Linked DNA regions of Mus musculus: region 1 is linked to region 2. Evidence: chromatin contacts called from public Hi-C data. All regions are on one chromosome and are shown on one strand. The core of a region is the stretch at or near the end of the contact, and the rest is flanking DNA. Distances in the headings are between cores, read along the strand shown. Region 1 overlaps Slc12a1 (solute carrier family 12, member 1). Region 2 has its middle 100 kb from the start of 4930583P06Rik.

Evidence for each region. Hi-C and Micro-C count contacts between places; a contact is called where the count stands out from the background.
Region 1: a Hi-C map of pancreatic cancer cells shows a contact between it and region 2, with 2.5 times the contacts expected there. The contact joins two enhancer-like sites. A contact is called at or near these places in 2 of 39 promoter capture datasets (cranial neural crest and hippocampal neurons) and 2 of 484 Hi-C or Micro-C datasets (adipose-derived mesenchymal stem cells and pancreatic cancer cells).

What each region holds. Positions count from the first base shown.
Region 1 is chr2:125,206,340-125,211,547 of GRCm38.p6, reverse strand. All of the region lies in intron 20 of Slc12a1 (solute carrier family 12, member 1), which reads right to left. Gm14002 (a long non-coding RNA gene) reads left to right here. Exons shown (of 4, transcript XR_866695.2): 4 at 1,437-5,208. Among named protein-coding and RNA genes, the nearest start is that of Gm46760, 7.5 kb to the right of the region's middle. Within about 2 kb of position 2,512, at least 22 of the 459 cell types and tissues checked have an H3K27ac peak or open chromatin away from gene starts, as enhancers often do. A contact at or near this core is called in pancreatic cancer cells, where this site is marked.
Region 2 is chr2:124,324,675-124,329,960 of GRCm38.p6, reverse strand. It overlaps a transcript of Sema6d not described here. Among named protein-coding and RNA genes, the nearest start is that of 4930583P06Rik, 100 kb to the right of the region's middle. Within about 2 kb of position 3,285, at least 4 of the 459 cell types and tissues checked have an H3K27ac peak or open chromatin away from gene starts, as enhancers often do. A contact at or near this core is called in pancreatic cancer cells, where this site is marked.

The DNA.
Region 1 (5,208 bases), core at 1,263-3,762, 880 kb before region 2:
GCAGGCACAGGATGCCAAGCCATACCCCCCGTGATGGTTCTGGAGCTTGTCATCTTAGGGCGGGCTCTCATGACCTGGGTTGTATGGGAGGCCTCTCAGAGCTCCAGCTGGAACAGTCTTTTCCAGGAGTTTAGCTGTGAGTTTCCTGGAGATGGCTGTAACGGCAGCATAGAGGACGAGCTTCTCCCTTTTTGACAGGCTCCAGCCCACTCTGTCTCTAGCTACTAACCATGCACCCCAACTAGTGCTCTGCTTGGGCAAAGATGGTTTACATCCTCCTTTGTAAAGGAGTTTGCTGTCTTAGTTACTCCGGAGGTTTGTTCCAGGACAAGCAAACTGCAGAACCCCAGATCCAGGAGGAGACAGGCCAAAGTGTGAAATCAGCTTGCCTAGCCATCTTGGGTCTCAGGGCCACAAAGTGGGGCCATCTCCACTGCACAGTGAGGTTTCCAGTTTTTGTCAGAGATTATTCTTCATTGTTTACTTTGTGGAAGCTGGAAGACCCCCATCCCGGACACCTCCTCCCATCACAGTGTGAAACAGAAGTGGCCTTCGACGGTCTGGCTTTTCAGTTATATCTGATGTACCGCACACCTTTGTTCTCACTGGAAATGAGGAGCAGGAAGGACAGTAGACTTTGCTAAAACATTTCAGAAGGATCCCGGCCAGGCCAGTTGTGTTGCAAAAATAACCATTAGTCACAAAGGAGGAGGTGACTTAATGGAGCCAGGAGGGTGACATTAAAGATTACTCGTTCCACAGCCATAGCCACAACCACCACCATCACTACTGCCTTTTTGGTTTGGTTTGTTTTGAGACAGGGTTTTCTTCTGTAGCCTAGAAGTCTGCACATAGCTGAGGCTGTCTTTAACCTCTGCCTCCTCACCCCAAGTGCTGGGATTGCAGCCTGTGCACCTATGCACAGCTACAACTCCACTTTGAAGATTGAGGAACGACGGTATTTAGGAAGTTTTCATTGCAGATGCTCGTGTGTAGGGAAAGCTGGTTTTAGTTTGCATTTCGTTCTAAAGGAAACTTGGGCATAGCCAGCCCAGGCGATTCGTCCAAGGTCATGTAGCTAGTGACATGTCTTCTGCGTCTAATTCTAACATTAGATTCTGTCACCCCTGTCTTTGAGTCTTTTGTAGCCTCAGCTAGCCTCAAGCTCACTTTGTAGCCTGGGCTGGCTCTCGTTCAACTCCTGGTCTTCTTACTTCTGAGTCTTTAGTGCTGGGGTTACAGGAATGTGCCTCCACACCCTATTGTTTAATCCCCATTACCAGTGGGCCTCAACCTTCCTGATGCTGGGACCCTTTAACCCAGTTCCTCATTTTCTATTGACCCCCAACCATGAAATTATCTTCATTGCTACTACATAACTGTAATTTTGCTCCTGCTATGAATCATAATGTAAACATCTCTGTTTTCTCCCACAGGGTCAAGGCCCACAGGTTGAGAACTGCTACTCTTTACTCCTTTTCAGTGACTCAATCATGATATCTGCCTGCCCTTCGCTGTTATAGATTTTGAGAGAGAATTCCAGGGCTGTAGTGGAGGAAGTAAATGACCTTGAGGTTGTCAGTTGAGAGCAGGTTTTGAATAACTTTCTTCCTGCACACCCCAAAACAACTCTAGTGAGACCAGATACCCAGACTTTGCTGAATAGCCATCACCGTGTTCCCAAGTGCTTCATAAACCAGCCACACAGTAAATGACTGGAGAGACTGCATTTTGAAATTGGATTTAGTGGCCAAAATTGCCTCATGAGTTCTACTGTGCCATTTTTTAAAAAGACGTCATTTAGGGGCTTATAATTCACCATCTGCTTTGAATCTTAAGGACAGCAGAAGGAGGAGCAGAGAAAGCCAGAGGGCAGTCGTATTCTCGCCCATCTCACAACCCCCTTTTCCTTTATTCATTATTAAATTAGAACTCTTTCCTTGGCCAATCACCTTGAAGCCGCACGTGCTTACATGGATCAGTTGCTGATGCCTAGGTGGAGTCAGGCTGGATTGACGGCAGGATGGCAGGGAGCAGTCCTGCAGCCCTGCCTTCCAATCAAGCAATTATTTACTGCTAGGCCATCTGTCTTTATTTTGCAAAGCCACTCGATCAGACACAGCAGTATCACCGTGCTCTGAGCGGGTCATAAATCGCGTGGTACTTACACAGGGTACTCAATTGTGACTCACACTCTATCACTTTGTTTACCACCAGTGCAATCTGGATTCTTTGTTGTAATTGGCAAACTTGCTAAATACCTCTGGGATGTGAAAAATATGAAATGTCACATTTTTTTTTGGTGTGTTGTCAGGCAATAAATTAATTTATTAAGAAGAAACATTAGTCATCAGTACCGGGTGACTTGCCGCAGTGAACGAGTTATAATGTTATGAGCATCGATCTTATTTATACAAAAAGTTATTGTCGTATGAGTCTGTGACACAGTATAGAAACGACTGCCATTAGCTGGTAAATTACCAGGAAAGCTGATTTCTACTCAGTGGTTTATTAACTGTAGTATATGGGCTCTGAATTGCTAATGTTTCCCTTAAATTATAATCTGTGATGACACTGCAGTGCCCATGTTGGGAAAGCTATGATGATAATCATTAACATACTGTAATGCAATACTGAAGATTTATCAGGCTCTTATTAAGCCCTACATTACAGTATAATATAATGAACTGCAAGTTTGTTTTTTCTAATCCAAAATCTACTATGAGGCTTGTGCCATAAATTACTGAAGCTTCATAACAAAGCATGGGGCTGTGGCATCAAGCTAATTTCTGTCATTACGTTTGTTTGTTTTTATCTCACATGTTCTCTGTGTATTTGTGTGACATTGCATTTTTGTTTACCTAGACAGTTGGTACTTATTTTATTAACATCTAACTGTATTTTCCCATCTTAGTTAAGAAGTAGAAAGTATCCAAACATCAAAGCTGATCTAAACACTACTTGTTCTTTGGGAAATTTAAAGGAGCTGTAGTTCAGGATTCTTTGAGAAACACTACATATTCTAGTAGTGGCTTCATGGGAATAAACTCGCAGTACATTCCGGTGCCTGGAGCAGTGAGAGGTAGTAGAGGTGATGTTTTCAGCTCCATCACATATATCAGCTTGAAGAGACTAACATAATACACAAAGCAAATGCACAAACTAAATGCAAGCTGCATGTTTTTCATTCTTGCTTTTAGATAGAAAACATAACGGCAGCAAAGCCAGAAAAAAAAGTCAAAGTAGATAGGACACAGGACTCCGAGGCTACAAGGTGGATCTGACCAGGAAGCCTTTTTCCTGAGGATTAGCTTTTATAGTACCAGAAGGTTCTATGGAAGCTTCCATAGGAGGGAAGCAGTTCATAGCCTTACCCAGCTCTGATGTCCATGAACTACAACAATGACCAGCATGGTAAGATGCAATAGTGGCACTTATAGCTTGGCAGTAACCAACAGCTCTCTAATTGGACTTAAGGCCAGCTCAACATGAGGGAGACCATGCCTAGTTCTGGAGACCTGCCAGCTACCCACGACTCGTGAAGTCATGGATCTTAGAGGAGAACATACCACTGCCACTTTACTAAAGCAGCAACATCCTTAACTGAATTCTAAGGGCTTATACTCAGGGCCTTAAAAGAGTAGTCTTCATTCCTCATCCAAGAAACTTCTCTTTCCAGTAGATGGGGAGAATGACAGAAACCATACCTGACCAAGATGCAGAGAAGAACTGACCGCGTGTTGCCTAGCCCCAACTGGCACATCTACAACACAGCTCATGCATCTAAGGCTCAGGGGACAGCATGGCAGAAGTGGCATAATGATTGTAAGAGCTAGAGAACCAGGAAATCTGCTGTGGGAGAGTGTCTCCTAGACATGACCGGCAAGTTTTTCCTGTGACAACTCAACAATATGGCTGCCTAAGCAAGACCTGAACAAGGATTCCAACACTATTATTCTAGAGAAATCTAGACTATGTATATATACCCTTGCAATTAAAAAAAATTAGTTTCTTATCTTACTATTTTGTGGGGTTTTTGGACATTTTCAAACATATATATCATTGTGTCTTGCTCATATTTGTACCCCCTGACTACCCTCTACTATCTGTCCTGCCCTCTGTTACTGGTTCCCTTTCTACCTCCAAATATACCCACTTATGCTTCAATGTCACATATATGTATGCATATGTATACATATTTAAATCTAGATTTCACATATGAAAGAAAATGAGATTCCTTCCTGCATTCTAGGCCTCTTTGAGTCATGCCCCAAATGAATGAAATAGTATCAACTTTATAACCCATGTTTGACCATTATATCCTCACTGAAATTCTTCTGAGCATTCTTGTTGGTGACCAACTATGATCTGCCTTTTTCAGTATGGTAGAAGAAGCTCAGGGAGCCCCTAAGAGTAAGAGTCAGTCATACTTTCCCCTTTGGTGGTACTAGTCTGCTCTGACTGTGCATGTACCCACCCCTTCCCAGTTCTCATCTCAGCCTTTCCTCACACTCACCTCTGGGCAGGAGATGCTCGTTCCCAAGTCTTACTAGTCTTCTCTCCCTCCACATTGCTTACCTAACTCATACTTATCCGCTAAACTCCAAACCATATTTCTTCCAGGAAGCCTTTTTGGGATTATATATGCCTTCTTTTCTACAATTTCTCATTCATATGTAACAATCACAGTAATATCTATTTCCCCACTACAGTGCCAGTTTCTTAAGTGTATAAACCAGGATTATTAATTATTATTAACATATTATTATTATTATTATCATCAACACTAACATCTTCACCTACACTCTGCATATTACACGACAGGCATCCATCGCAAAATATCCCCTCATCTCAGTGTCATTAGAGGACTCCATTAAGTTCCATTGAAGAGGATATTTGTGTTCTCTCTGTATCTTTCAGAAATACCTCTTATATGCTCTCCTTACCTCATATACCAACAGAATATGTTTACATTCTAAGACTAAACAACTCTACCAAATTATCTATAGAGAAGAAACAGTTGCTAGTCAGAATGAGTCTTTCTGCCTGTGTGGTAGTTAAGTGAGTGATTCACAGGCATGACACATTCAGATTCATTTCATTCATGTCTTGTCACCTAAAGGCAAATACATGCTTTGCCATGGGAAAAACAAAAACAGCTTCATTTTTTGAAACATCTTGCAAAAATTAATTTGGCAGGCTACTTTA
Region 2 (5,286 bases), core at 2,036-4,535:
CCTGTCCTTTTGTTTGGCTTTACTGCTGATAACAACACTCTGTGGACTCTTTGTCCTGACTCCTGGGAAAGCTGTATTAACTTGTTTCTTTATTCTGCCAAGTCATTACATTCCTCTTCTGTATGTCTTCCATACATTCCTTCCCCTGTTTCTAAAGCCACTGTCTTCCTCCAATCTCTAACAGACATACAACTCTCCCAATGTGTTCTCTGCCTTCTTGCTTTCTATATCCCTTTGTTCTTCCAAGTTCAGCCCCCCTGTGTGAGCCACTTGCCTTTTTGCACCTCCCCAGATGGATCATAAAGACTTGCTCCAACATGCTGGAGATGGAGTTTCCTGTCACTGGAGGCTCTATCTTGGATGTCTTGTACTTTCCCCCCTTGTTTTATTACTGACTGAATCCTTTCTCAGATGAAATAACTATCTCCTTTGTATTTGAGTTTCTCCTGGCAATTGTGCATCTCTGGCAAGAATTTTAGGAGTATTCTGGGGAGAGACTGGCTGGTTTAAATTAATCTAGACTTAAACCTACCCCTGATCTTTACTGTGTGATTAACTTGGCCTCTAACCTGATAGGAAATAAATTAAATATAAAGAATGGGGTCTGTAGAACATCATCACAGTATGGATGCGATCTACTCAGCTCTGTTTTTTCAAAAGGGGTGAAAAAAACCCACCTAGAAAAGCCAGTGATGCAGACACACAATGACCAAGAGGATATTGTACAGACCATATCACTACCAAGGATTCATGATGTGCTATCCCTGTAAAGAAGAGTCCACACATCCACAATCCCAGGAGAACAGCCTAGGCAGAACTATAGCAGTTGTTTCCAGTGCCTATGCAAACAGATGCTTGGGTAGCTTGTCATTAAAGACTTCTAGGGACCTGATATGTAATAATACAGAGAACATAAACATTAATTTTATATAGTTTTAAAGTAAAGTAGGTGTGATCTATCTCATCAACATTTAAGTATATACGAATCTATTGACTTTTTAGATTCATAGCTATTGTTTGATTACAAATTAAAACATTACCAATGAAGTAATTTTCTGACCATCTGCCCACATTAACTGGCCCAAGACTTTAATTATAACTTGTAGAGAATAAAAGGTGATCCACCCTTTTCATGTCACAGAAGTTAAAATCTTACTAAAGCTTGAGTCTCAAGATGAAAGTTCGGTTTCTGTCTTTAATTTGGTATCTAAGTAATTTAATCTTTCTTTCTGTTCCTCATTGAAATGTCACCTTGAAACTCAATTTATTGTTTGCAAGGTATTTTCTGAGATTTTTTATAAAAAACTATCTTATGGTATGTCTATTGTTTAATGGATACAGTTCTGTGTGTTACAGAGGAACAGTGTGACAGATTAACAAGAATCATCTCCTGAATGGAGTTTACATTATAGAGGGTTAAGCTAACAATATGTGAATTGACTGGATACAGAGGGTTAGGGATTTCCAGAGTTGGGGCAAAGACAAAGGTTATGGCCGAACTCTAGAGCTAGGTGTTTTGTTTTGTTTTGTTTTGTTTTGTTTTGTTTTGTTTTGTTTTGTTTTGTTTTTGAATACACTTGAAGGAAATGAAGGAAATAACTAACCATGTGGCAAGACAGAGGCTGCAGAACTGCAAGTTCAAAGGACTTGGCCCAGGTATATCTTTTGTAGGTGTGAGAAATAGCAAGGTCAGTATAAATTTAGTAATAAAGTAGGTGAAAGATTTTAAGCAGAGTATAAGTTTTTAAGATTGTAATCTCTCAAGGTACAGCAGAAACACAGTACAGTGTGGAACACACTAAGCACCTGTTACCAGGATTTGGACATTTACTCTGTGTGAGATGATACTCTATTTTAGGATATTTGAAGGGGCGACATAATCTGACTTTGATTTTAGACAATCACCCTGGCTTCTGAGTGGACAGACTCTAGGGGATCATGGAGAACACAGATACCTTAGAAGGTCCTGGTGGCTTAAAAGTGGTTTAAAAGAAAAGAGGAAAAGAAGGTATGAAGGAGTGGATAATTAGGGTTCAGGATACATTCTTTTTAAATTGAAAATAGTTATTTTCATACAATATACTCTGATTATGGTTTCCCTTCCCCCAACTCCCCCCACTCCATTCTCCCTTCCCACGCAAATGCACATTCTTTCTGGCTTTTCTGTTATGTAGAGTAGATTGAGGTTTTCCAGTAGATGAGATGTAACAAAAGAGAGGTGAGTGTGGAATTCCAAACGTTTATATCTGAGCATGTGGAAGGTCACTTTGAGTAAGTGAAGTCAAATAATTCATTTCACACAATCAAAAATTACAGCCATATACAGGAGTCCTGGAAGAGGAAGGCTCTTCCAGACACCTGCCCGTCTCATTTATCCAACATTGTCAGAACTATAAGTACAAGGAGTTCACCAAGGGAAGAGGCTTTCTGTGAAAGGGCCAGAAGACTTGACATTTATAGAGGTTGTTTATGATATTTTAAATGACAGGAGGAAAGGAAGAAGGGATAGATGAGGAGTGTTTCTTAGAAGAAAAACCAGGCTAACATTTTGACTTCCATCTCACTTCTAGGTAAAATAAATGTATAATTACAGTAAATTAGCAGAGTCTTATTGCACAGACACAAACTCAGGCAGATCCAAGTTGTGAAGGACTCTTGACGTTGGGTCCCTTAAGGGGGAATCACAATGTTAGGAGCCTGCCTTTATCTGACCTTGGTATCTAATATAAGACCTCACTTCTCTTTTCAAGTCGAGTGAGGCAGACAGTGCTTGGCTGTTTTGTTACTTTCAGATTGCTTTGGGTAGAAAATGATTTGGGATGAAGAAATGGGGTTGATAGCATTCTAACAAGTGTTCAGAGAGAAAGTTACAAAAAATATTCCAAGTCACACTGGGGCTGAACATTTAGCAAAGGTGCTGACAAACTTGTAGATGACTAGTAACTACTGATAGTCATCAACATTGGCACTCTATCTTTGGGGTAAGCAATGGAATCTTTTTGTCAGTTTGTTAGAGGGCGCCATACAGCCAAACTCTCATTAACGGGGACCATGTGATCATTCTTTCCACAGTCATCTTTTACCTCATAAGATTCAAAATGATTAATTTCCATTTTAGATAAGCATTTCAAATATACATTAGTCACTAGTCACTTACAGTCCATTAAAGCTTTACAAATAACATCTGTATTAGTCAGAAGGGCTAATGGTGATATGGTAACCAGCCACAAAGATCTACATCAGTCAAATCTCCATTCTATTTCTCTTTCTCTTGGGAAGAAAGAAGTCTCCATCTTTGAGTCACTTGGTGTGTCCACTGTCCTGGGCAATCTGTAGATGAGAGCCTGGTACAAGGAGTATGGCTTCCCTCCTCAGCCTCCAAGTGGCTCATGCCATGTTTTTTTTTTTTTTAATCATAGCTAAGAACTTATCCTATTACCTCTATAAGATGTAAAACTAATGGGAAGTTGAGACATGAATCACGAGTATGTGCCTTTCTCAGTTTGTTGTTGTTGTTAATTTGAAATTTTTAATTTTTTTCTGTGTGTATGTGTGTGTGTTGGAATGTGGGTACCAATGAAGGCCAGAAGAGCCAGAATATATCTTCTTTTTCTCTTACTGGTGTTATCAAACACCATGACCAAAGCAATTATTGGAGGGTTTATTTGGTTGTATAGTTCCAGATGGATAAGAATTAAAAAGGAGAAGGAAGCACAGTGGTATGGCAGGAACTGAATGCTGAGAGCTCATGCCTTGAAATGCAAGCAGAGTAGAGAGAAAGAAGAGGTGGGAGGTGGAAAGGGGGGATGGGAGAAGGGGAGAGAAGAGAAGGGGGAAAGAGAGGGGGAAGGAAGGGGAAAGGAAGAGATGGGAAGAGAAGAGAAAGGAGGAGAGTGGAGGAGAAGAAAGGAGAGGAGAGAGGAGGCAAGGAGAGGGGAGGGGAAGAGAGGAGAGGAGCAGAGAGGGGAGAAGAGGACAAGGGGAGTTGGGCAGTGGGAGGGGAGGAGAGGAGAAGAGAGAATAATCTGGAAATGACATGAGTTTTAAGTCTTCAGAGTCCACTTCCAGTGACATATATCCTAAAACAATGTCACACATCCTAAACCTCTCTAAACAGCACGACCAACAGGGAGCTAAATGTTCAAATATGGTAGCCAATGGGGGACATTCTCATTCAAACCATTATGACTAGTAATGAGAGTTACAGCACATTGTGGACAATCTGACATAGGTGCTAGGACTTAAACATGAACTATCTGGAAGAACAGCAAGCCCTCCTAAATGCAGAGTCACCTCTTTAAATCTTACTATTTTTAAAGAAAGAAAATTGAAATGAGACACACTAGAAATTAAGGCCTTAGTGATGTAAAATATGACTTTTCATTAAACAGCACGTGGAAGTCCCTTGATCACTACTTTAAAGCCCCCTCTCAATTATCAATGACTGTCAGATCTACTCAGTCTAGTCAGTAGTGCCTTTGCTTAGAAAGAGCTTGGAATAAATCTTGCATCTCTCAAATGACAGATTAGGATAAATCCCAACAGATTTAGTGTTGTGAGCTTCCAGCATGTAGGCACTTTGGCCTTCCTTTAGTCAAAAATCAGAAGGAAATGAGCCTAGCCCTGATGGACAGAAAGTATGTATGGTCAGCCTTACATATGCAGCTCAGAGTTTCTTCCAAGGTGACTCAAGACTGTACAGTACCAGGCACAGGGGAGTGAGGTGCCTGCTTCTCTGTAAAGCACTATAACCATAGGGAATGGTAAAGGGTGACCAGACCATATTTTGTTGCTAATTGTTGAAGCATAATAAATAATGATAAGGACGTATGGTTCACACATCGAGTTCCTCCAACACTTGCCATCTTATAGAAATTATGGATTGCTGTTTATAATATTTTCTTCTTTTTTTAGGAAAATGGTTGTCTAAGAAAAGCCCAGCTTCCCCACCAGCCACCACCAACCAGGAAATCTAATGTAAATGTCAAATTATAGAAAGGAGCCAAAACCAGAATCTAGGGTGAAGTTTCCAACATAGTTAAGTTTCAAATCTGGCTGAATCTATGGATTTGCCATTCACTGATTTTTAACATTTGTTATTTTCCTTTAGAATGAAAATAAAAGTGAGTGAGTGAGTGTGTGTGTGTGTGTGTGTGTGTGTGTGTGTGTGTGTGTGTGCCTGGGGGCGGGACGATCAGCTGTGTTTAGTCCCTTAGTGTCTCTGAAAGGTCAAAGGAAGTCCCTTTCTTCCAATCTTGTCTGTTTCTTACAAAGAACACACAGACA